2 separate regions of the Arachis hypogaea genome follow, and region 1 is linked to region 2. The links are chromatin contacts, called in public Hi-C maps. All regions are on one chromosome and are shown on one strand. Each heading gives the region's core, a stretch centred on a gene start, on an enhancer-like site or on the middle of the called end of the contact. The rest is flanking DNA. Distances are from core to core; before and after follow the strand shown.

The links. Hi-C and Micro-C count contacts between places; a contact is called where the count stands out from the background.
Region 1: a contact with region 2 is called in a Hi-C map of an unstated tissue, with 3 times the contacts expected there. The contact joins the promoter of LOC112727102 here to the enhancer-like site in region 2. A contact is called at or near these places in 2 of 8 Hi-C or Micro-C datasets (leaf and an unstated tissue).

What each region holds. Positions count from the first base shown.
Region 1 is chr12:20,724,877-20,729,193 of arahy.Tifrunner.gnm2.J5K5, forward strand. It overlaps LOC112727102 (succinate--CoA ligase [ADP-forming] subunit beta, mitochondrial), which reads left to right and starts at 1,488. Exons shown (of 12, transcript XM_025776732.3): 1 at 1,488-1,880; 2 at 2,186-2,296; 3 at 2,998-3,109; 4 at 3,324-3,388; 5 at 3,957-4,034; 6 at 4,161-4,235. The coding sequence starts at 1,779.
Region 2 is chr12:20,617,938-20,622,535 of arahy.Tifrunner.gnm2.J5K5, forward strand. It overlaps the pseudogene LOC112727100. Among protein-coding and RNA genes, the nearest start is that of LOC140177000, 44 kb to the left of the region's middle. Within about 2 kb of position 1,869, at least 3 of the 3 cell types and tissues checked have open chromatin away from gene starts, as enhancers often do.

The sequences.
Region 1 (4,317 bases), core at 238-2,737, 110 kb after region 2:
CTCTTAGAGGTTGACTCGGAGAAACAAGTTGTCATTTTTATGCTTTGGGTTGTTTTGGGATTCTCATGTATATATATGTATATATGTCTATATACTCTGTTCGGTTTAACTTTGCGAGCTGGGTCAGGAGCCTTGTTATCTGTATCTTGAAACTCTCTTATCCTACTTCGTTACGTTAACGCTTACGAGAGTGACGCGCTATTCTGCCTAACGCTTTGTTTTAAACCTTCTTTCAAAAGGCTCCTAGTTATAATTTTTTTTACTATATTATATATAATTTTACTTTTAGAGGTCGTAATACCTTGCCACCTCAATTTTATGACATAAGCATAAAACTGAGTGGTAGGGTGTTACACCCACCCGCGAACCCCGTCACACACGATTATGCCGCTATCGTCGTGAGTGCTGCTCTACTTTTCTTCACTTTCTCTGCATTGCATTCACAAATAGAAAATAAGAAAGCTTTTTATGTGATTGAAGCTGTTGATTCAAAGGCTGATTATTCCAGCCAATACAAGCTAGATAAGAGAATGAACAGGAAGATACAGTATGAGGAGGAGGAGGGGGGCGACAAACGGTGCACGTCGGTGCCAATGGCCAAGGTTGCACGACCAAGGAAGAGGTGGCGACGACTACAAATACGGCCGTGGTGGAAGGATGTTACAGGAGCTTTTTGTTAGTTTGTTTGTATTTTGCAGTATGGAAATTTGGAAACCCCCTTTTAGTGTGAAGGAACAGAAAATTGGGTTTTTAAAATTTTAGGGTACAATTTGAGTTAATTAGAAATAGGAGGGCTAAATTGAGTCGAAAGATAAATTTCAGGACCATTTTGAGTATTAACTCGAATAAATTGGATTTATCGGTTAGATTCGTTAGATTCATTCTTAGATTATAATATTTTATCAAATTTATTTTAATGAGTCGAAATTAATTTTAATTTTTAAAGTTAATTCGAAATAAAACTCGATTAATTGTTAATAGATGATTGTTACGGTGTCTAAAAGTATTTGCTTAATTTATTAAAAAAGATTAAAAATTAATATTTAATTTAAAAAATATAAAAATAAATAATTATTAAATAGTCAAAATTTATCCTAAAAAATAAGTTAAATAAAAGTTAGACACCAAATTATAAATACCATAAAATTTACCTGGTTAATAATATTAATTTTAAAAATAATAAAAAATTAAAATAATTAACTTAAATTTTAAAAAACGAATTTAATTGATAAATTTTTTTAAAATTAATTTAATAAACAAATAATGTTTTAAAAACGAATTTAACTATTAACTAGATTGCTAAACATATATCCAGCCACCCTAATAACAAATAATGTTATACTTGTCAAGAGAAATTGACGATGTTATGATGTTATTCTCTCCAATAATAATGGTCAATGATAATAAATTAATAATATACATTATTATTGATTTATTATTTCCATTTCTTAAATACTTTTCAACCGCATTTTTTAAGGAGAAATAATAATTAAAAATAAATTAATAAAATAAAATAAAAATAAAAATGGGAAAGAAATCCTAGGGTCCGCTATCATTGGCGTTCAGCAGCAGCAGCAGCAGTGCAGCACAAAGAGTGCGCGTTCAAAAGTGTCACATTACACATTTTCGCTTTTTCCATTCACTCTTTTCCCTCGCCGTTTCGTTATTTCAATGTCGGATCTCAAATATAACTAAATCAAAAATCCCTCAACATTATTATATCACAATACAGAGAAGGAAAAAAAGAAAGAAGAAAAGAAAAGTAAAGAGAGAAGAAAATGGTTCGGGGACTATTGAACAAGCTCGTCTCTCGCTCCCTCTCCGTCGCCGGAAGATGGCAGCACAACCAGCTCCGCCGTCTTAACATCCACGAGTACCAGGTCACTCTCCTATCCTCTCTCTCTCTCTCTCTCTCTCATTGTTTTCGACAATTTCAAATATGATTTGAATTTCGTTGATTATTATTTACACTTTTAGGTTTAGATATCTATTTTGATGCTTGACTTGTTGAAAAATAACAATGGAATGATAATTGTAGTAATATTATTCGTGGTATTGGTGAATCGTTGTTGAGAATGATGAATCTGCGATTTCGTGATGGATCGAGCGGTGTGACTGATGGAAATGACTACGGAATTTAATTTAATGTTTATTTATTTATTTATTTGTTGTTGATTGAAAATAGGGAGCGGAGTTGATGAGCAAGTACGGAGTGAATGTTCCGAGAGGCGTAGCTGTTTCCTCTGTTGAAGAGGCAAGGAAGGTTATCAAGGATGTCTTTCCTAATGAAAGCGAGGTAATTTGATATAGTTAGCATATATTTTTTCTGTAGAGGAATTTCACTCTCTGACATGTTGAGATTTTCGATAGCGATGCTTTATAATTACTTCTTGTGGTTGCTTATAGATATTCTTGTTTTATCCAACAAATAAAAAGGAGGAAAGATAGGAAGGATATGAGTTGTGATAACCTTGATGCTTTCACATAAATTGGGAAACTAAATGTCAACAATGTTTAGTTTCATAAATTGTCTGCATTTTTTCCTTTCAATATTAAACGAAAAGGATTTATTTATTTACATTGTTATATAACTGTCTCAGAAGTCTAACCTGTCGTGATAGCATATGATTACTTGTCAGTGTAAATCGACACTAATACTTTAACATTGCATCAAAATTGATCTTCTTGAAAAAAATGTATCATCTTGTTTGCTTTTGGATGTCCCTTTTCTTTGTTAGGATTTTTTGTGGAGAACATTGAGAACAACCAGTTCTCTGCGTTGTTTTAATAATTGATATAAAGTGTTGACATGTACCCTTTACGGTTCAACAGCTCAAATTGATGGGTTTCCACTTTCAAATATTTAATAGCTGAGCTGTGGAATTGTGAATGGTGTAGAGGGACGGATTTTTTTACTCAAAAATTATCTAACAATTTCTCTTATTATGGAAAAATAATATGTGATGACAAGTGATGTGACTAGGATTGTTTGTGCAGATCGTGGTTAAGAGTCAAGTTTTGGCTGGTGGACGAGGCTTGGGAACTTTTAAAAATGGTCTTAAGGGTGGTGTACACATTGTTAAGGCTGACCAGGTTGCAGATATTGCTGGTAATACATGTTCCCTCTGATGTCACTACACAAAATGAACATTTTTTTGGTTCTCATTTGAATTTATATGCGTATGGCATTTGATATGACAATCTCAGTTGATTCATTTCAATATTATGGTCTTGATTTAGAGTTGAGTTCATTTAGGATGGATGTGCATAGTGGTATTATTGTTTTGCAGTTGTTGTAGTTATTGGCATTGTTATTATTTCAGGGAAGATGCTTGGGCAGATACTTGTTACCAAACAAACTGGTGCTCAGGGAAAACCAGTTAACAAGGTTTGAAATATATTTGATCATTATCTATAATTTTTTATTTCTGGAAATGTCTTCATTTTCAGTATGCATGTATATGCCAGGAATTTTCATCTCTTGACATGATATTTATAGATGTAATACAGTGGCACCAGCTTTCTCAGATAATTAATACTTGTGGTGTCTGTTTTTTTTTTTAATATTTTTTTTAGCTAAAGTTGCATGGTTAGAGCACATAGTTTCTTATACTGTATGTTTGTAGGATGAACAAAATGTTCATGTTGCCTTTTTAGCATATGATCTGGTAGTGTTTTTAGTGGTTGGATTGGTCACCTGGACTTGCTTGTATTCATATGTGCTATTTGTTCTTATCATCTATCTATATACTTCTGGTTGATTCTATTCATATGTGCTATCTATTCACACACACACACACACACACACACAATTACACAATTTGATGAGCACAATATACCCAATGAGAGCTGTTGTTTTGTTTTGAAATGATGTTCAAATTTTTTTTTATGCACTGGATACACGGTCCTGCTGGATGGATTATTTTTTGATATTTCTAATTGTCTGTTTTCTACAGGTTTATTTGTGTCAAAAACTGGCACTTGTGAATGAGATGTACTTTTCTATAATCCTGGATCGTAAGTCTGCTGGTCCTGTAAGTATTCTGTACTGTTTGTTTAAATTTAATTTGCGTTATTTGCAAAGTGTTAAACCCTTGCAACTTCTTTATGGTATTTATGTAACTGAATTTCAATTCTTTTTCCTTTTATTGGTTTTGCAGCTTGTCATTGCATGTAGTAAGGGAGGAACCAGCATTGAAGACCTTGCAGAGAAATTCCCAGACATGATTATAAAGGTCTTATTCTTGGCATTTCTCATGATTACTAAAATTTTGTGTCCTGCTAGTATATTTTCTTTGCATGATAACCCGATGGGAT
Region 2 (4,598 bases), core at 619-3,118:
GGCTTTAGACAAGGTTGAGAGAACCGGTCAATAAATCGATAGAATAACTGGTTCAACAGTTTAATGGTCCAACCGTAATCTAACCGGGTTCAACCAATTTAGTTAAATATAAATAAAATTATTAAAAAATTAATATATAATTTTAAATAAAGATCAATAAATTTTCAAATGAAAGAAGGAAAATAGCAAGGTTCTGAAAACCGAACCAGTCATCGAACTGCTTTAGTTATTGGTTTACTAGTTTATTGATCCAACCGGTTCAACCGAAATAACCGTTTTATAATAAAAAATAAATTATAAATAACCACCATAAAACATAAATATAGTCTATATAAACCTTAAAATGTCTTTCAAATTAAAAGCATTAGATGAAATATCATCAACCAGAGTATTATATTCTAATCAAAATACAAACTCAAAAGTTAAATAACAAAAAATAAGCTAATTTACAAAGAATAAATATGCTAATAATCACATTCTATTTGATCTACACAATTTCATTTATGCATGTGTTTTGCAGTAAGAAGGCAATAGTAATCCATCATATGTAAGACCAATCAAACAACAAATCAAAAGAGTAAATAAATGAAAGAAATATAAATGAAGCAAGTATATATACCTCAAAATACCCCTCATGTAAACAATGGGAACCATGTTTATTCACGATGAGTTGCTTGCAAGAAATTAAAATGTCCAGAGACACCGATAGAGTAGGTAGAAAGAGATATAGAGCGTAGACTAAAAGAGTTTAATTTGGTGAATAAACCGCAGCATTCAACAAAGTAGCAAGACCTCTTCTGCAATTAAGCTCAACCTAATCACTGAGCCAAACCTTCTCAAAACATAACAATGATCAAAATTTATCACAATCTAAACTCATATCTAACAAACAGCTCAAAACTTTAGGCCATCAACAAACACCAACACAGGCAACAAAGATCAAACAAATCATCAAATTGCTGTGTGTAATAATAGCAATGCATGTTGCAATTGCTTAGATACATTCTTTTAACTTTGACAAAAACTTCATTCAACCCAAGAGAGGGATAATAAATCTTGAATCTTCCTCAGCAAATGCAAATCAGCCATAATACTAAATTGTACCTTCTGATCTGGCAACTAATAAAACATAACAGAGAAATAAAATCTGAAAAAACCAGAATTAAAGAAATCAGCAACAGAACAAATAAATTAGAAAAAATTCATTGAATGAGTCAAAAGCATAGAATCAATCCTAAACCAGAATTAATAAAAAAAAAAACAGAACAAAAATTCAAAGTAAAAATAAAATAGAATTAACAATCCAACCAAAGAAGCAAGAACAACCCAACCAAAGAACAAATCAGAATCAACAGTAGGAGGACGACTGGAAGAATAAAAATAAATCAGAATCAAACCAACAATCAGAATAAAAAGTTCAGAGTAAAAACAAATCAGAATCAAAATCAAACAGAGGCTCCATTACAGTTTCAAATGCAAGGAAGGATGACGGCGCTGGAAACGGAGAGCTGGCGACGGAGGCAGGAACAGAGATGGCGCCGGCGACGGTGGAACAGAGCTTCGCGACGGAGGCAGGAGGCGAGCCCGGCGACTATGCTTCCACTGCTGAGAGCCTGAGACGTTAGAGCTGAGTGAGGGACCGAGTGAACTTCGAAGCTCCAACCGGCGACGGCGTCAGGAGTAGTCCGGCGGCTGAACGAAAGGGAGGGACTGAGCTCGCCGGCGTTGAGAGGAACGGCTAGCTCGAGGGTTATGGGAAGGACGAGGGAGGGTGTGCTGCCGCGCCGATGGAGAGTTGGAGTGAGTTAGGGTTGATAATTGGTAGTGGTAAGGTTGGAGGTTACTGAATGTTAAACGGCGCGTTTTGAGCATTTTCGGGCAAAGTAAAAAACCGGCTGGGTCCCGGTTCGATTCGACTGACTAGGTAGCCGCTGGTTGAGCGATTCAACAACGGTTTTTATTTTTTTCGGCTTTGACATATAACCGAATCGTCATTTCCATCAATTCCCGGTTCGATTAGTTGGACCTGTCTGTTCGAATCGATTTTCAAAACATGGAAAATAGTGAGATCATTAGTGAAAGAAGGACTAACGATGATCCTATCCTAAAGGATAAGGAGGAGTGCGGACCAATAGGTCGAATTATTATATAAAGAAGAGTTATAAACTATCTTCCTTCTTGTTCGATTAGGAAGATATCGCTTTTACTCGTTTCTTCTCTTCAATAAGAATAGGGATTTGAAATGATAAAAATTCCTCTTCATTCTGTTGTCAATAACCACACGCCGGTTAGAAATGATATGGCAATCATGGCTAGGACCAATAGAATAAAGAAACACAAGAATCACCAATTATACATTTATACGGTATAAATCACATACTAATATCTGTAAAATTGAGCAGAGTCCAATTTGGGCAACTAGTCCAATTTTGTCACACCATTTTCAACAAAATCTTCAACTTAATTAACAGCATATTCAACTTAGGCAACAAGGGGTCAGCCGAGTCATTAATGATCATCAAGCAGTGACACATAGTCAAGCAGCGACACAATGCCACGAATTGAGCAGACTAGGAAGAAAGCTAAGCAACAATTAACATTACCTGCGATGAAGGCGGAGAGCAGAATACTGGGAAGGACGGTTGGAGGCAATGGTAGACGACGACAGTAAACACCGGCAGGCGACTTGTGAATCACGGATGGGATAGCTACTCGGACCACGAGTCCCGCACAATGCCGGAAAATCTATAGCACTATGCCGCGGATGCCGACGACACGAGGACGGAAGCTCCGCAGCCAGGACGACGGCGGCAGTCTAAAAAAACCTCAAATGGACCATGTTAATTCTGGTCATCTATTATAAAAATATAACACAACAAAAAGGGCCCAGCCCAATATCAGCATTGACAGTATAAGGGAGCCCAAGCTTTTCCATGCTCCTCCATTGGCGCTGGGAATAACAAGGCTCAGCTAAACCATTCAAGCCAGGAGGACTGAACACAGTCAGGTCCTGCTCCCTCCAGAGTCCAGTCACACACCAAGGGCACGTGTCAATCTCTCCCCATCTCTCTATATCTATACCAAATTAGCTCTTTACCATAGTGTTTACTGTTTGTTAATATATACTATTAATTAATTGTTAGTACATATTTTTAGTAATTTTAGTTTTATTTTAAATATATTTTTTAAAAAATCAAATTATTTAATAGTTGTTAGTACATAATTTTTTAGTGACTTATTTTTATTTTAAAAATTTATTAAAAAATTGAATTATTATTAATGATTAGTATTTATTTTAATTTTTTTGTTTTACATAAAATATTATAAATTTCAATTATTATTAATTTATATTTTTAGTTATTTTAGTTTTATTTAAATATTCACTAATAAAACTGAATTATTATTATTATTATTAATTGTTAGTACATATTTTTGGAATTTTGTCTTGTGTTTCAATTATTTATTAAAAACAGAATTATTTTTATTAATGGTTAGGATATATTTTTAGTAATTTTATATTTTATTTTAAATATTTAATTAAAAAGATATTAGTAATTGTTAGCATATGTTGTTAATTAAGTTTAGTTTTATTATAAATATTTATTAAAAAATAGTATTATTATTAATTATTATTGTTAGCAACGATTAGTGTACATTTTTAATAATTTTAGTTTTATTTTACATATTTATTAGGAAAAACAGAATTATTATTAATTTTTAGTATATGTTTTTAAATATTGATTATAAAATATTAATTCTTAGTAAATAGAATAGAATTATCATTAATTGTTAATATATTTTTTTATTATAAAAATTAAAAAATATGAAAATAAAAAAATGTGACACTACAGTGTTGAGAATCATATTATAAAATGTTTTTGACATCTTATATTGTAAGTACTTTTTGAATTTGTAGTAGTGGTTAATAATTAATAATTAATTTAGTAATTATCAATTATTGAGGTTTGTAGTAATTATTAATTATAATTGTTGCTAAATTGAGTTACCATTAATTAATATCAATATTAATTTATATTATTAGCTATAGTCATTACTTAAATGAAATAGATTCATATGATATTAGGGTGGAGAAATAGTTATTGACTATTAATTATAATTTTTTATTTGTGTACATTTTTTATCTTTTACATAGTGAGTGCACAATTATATTGAAAAATTTTACGAAGATCTTTAAACTCCAAACTTATGACATACTGATGAGTGGATCAACTAATTACAGCACAAGCAGGATAAAAAAAACATGTAGATTAACTAATTTAGTACTGCTTCTGGCTAAATGACCATAGAAAAAGCTGCATCAAGCTAACATGGTTCTATAACAATTTGGTACTACTCCTCGGTAGGCATATGCGTAGTTTCGTACTCAATAGCTGCTAATAATTATTTTGCAACCATTAATTCAAATCATGTGGGCAAAGCTTTATAAGAAGCTTCCAACCCACTAAATATTTTTTCAACTGTCTTTTGTTTGATTAACCATATTTTGCAATAACTTATCGTATAGTTGAATTTGAACTGTATTTAGCAATGACAAATTTTATTTTTAGAGACAAGTCAATTTTAACTAATGGTTTTAT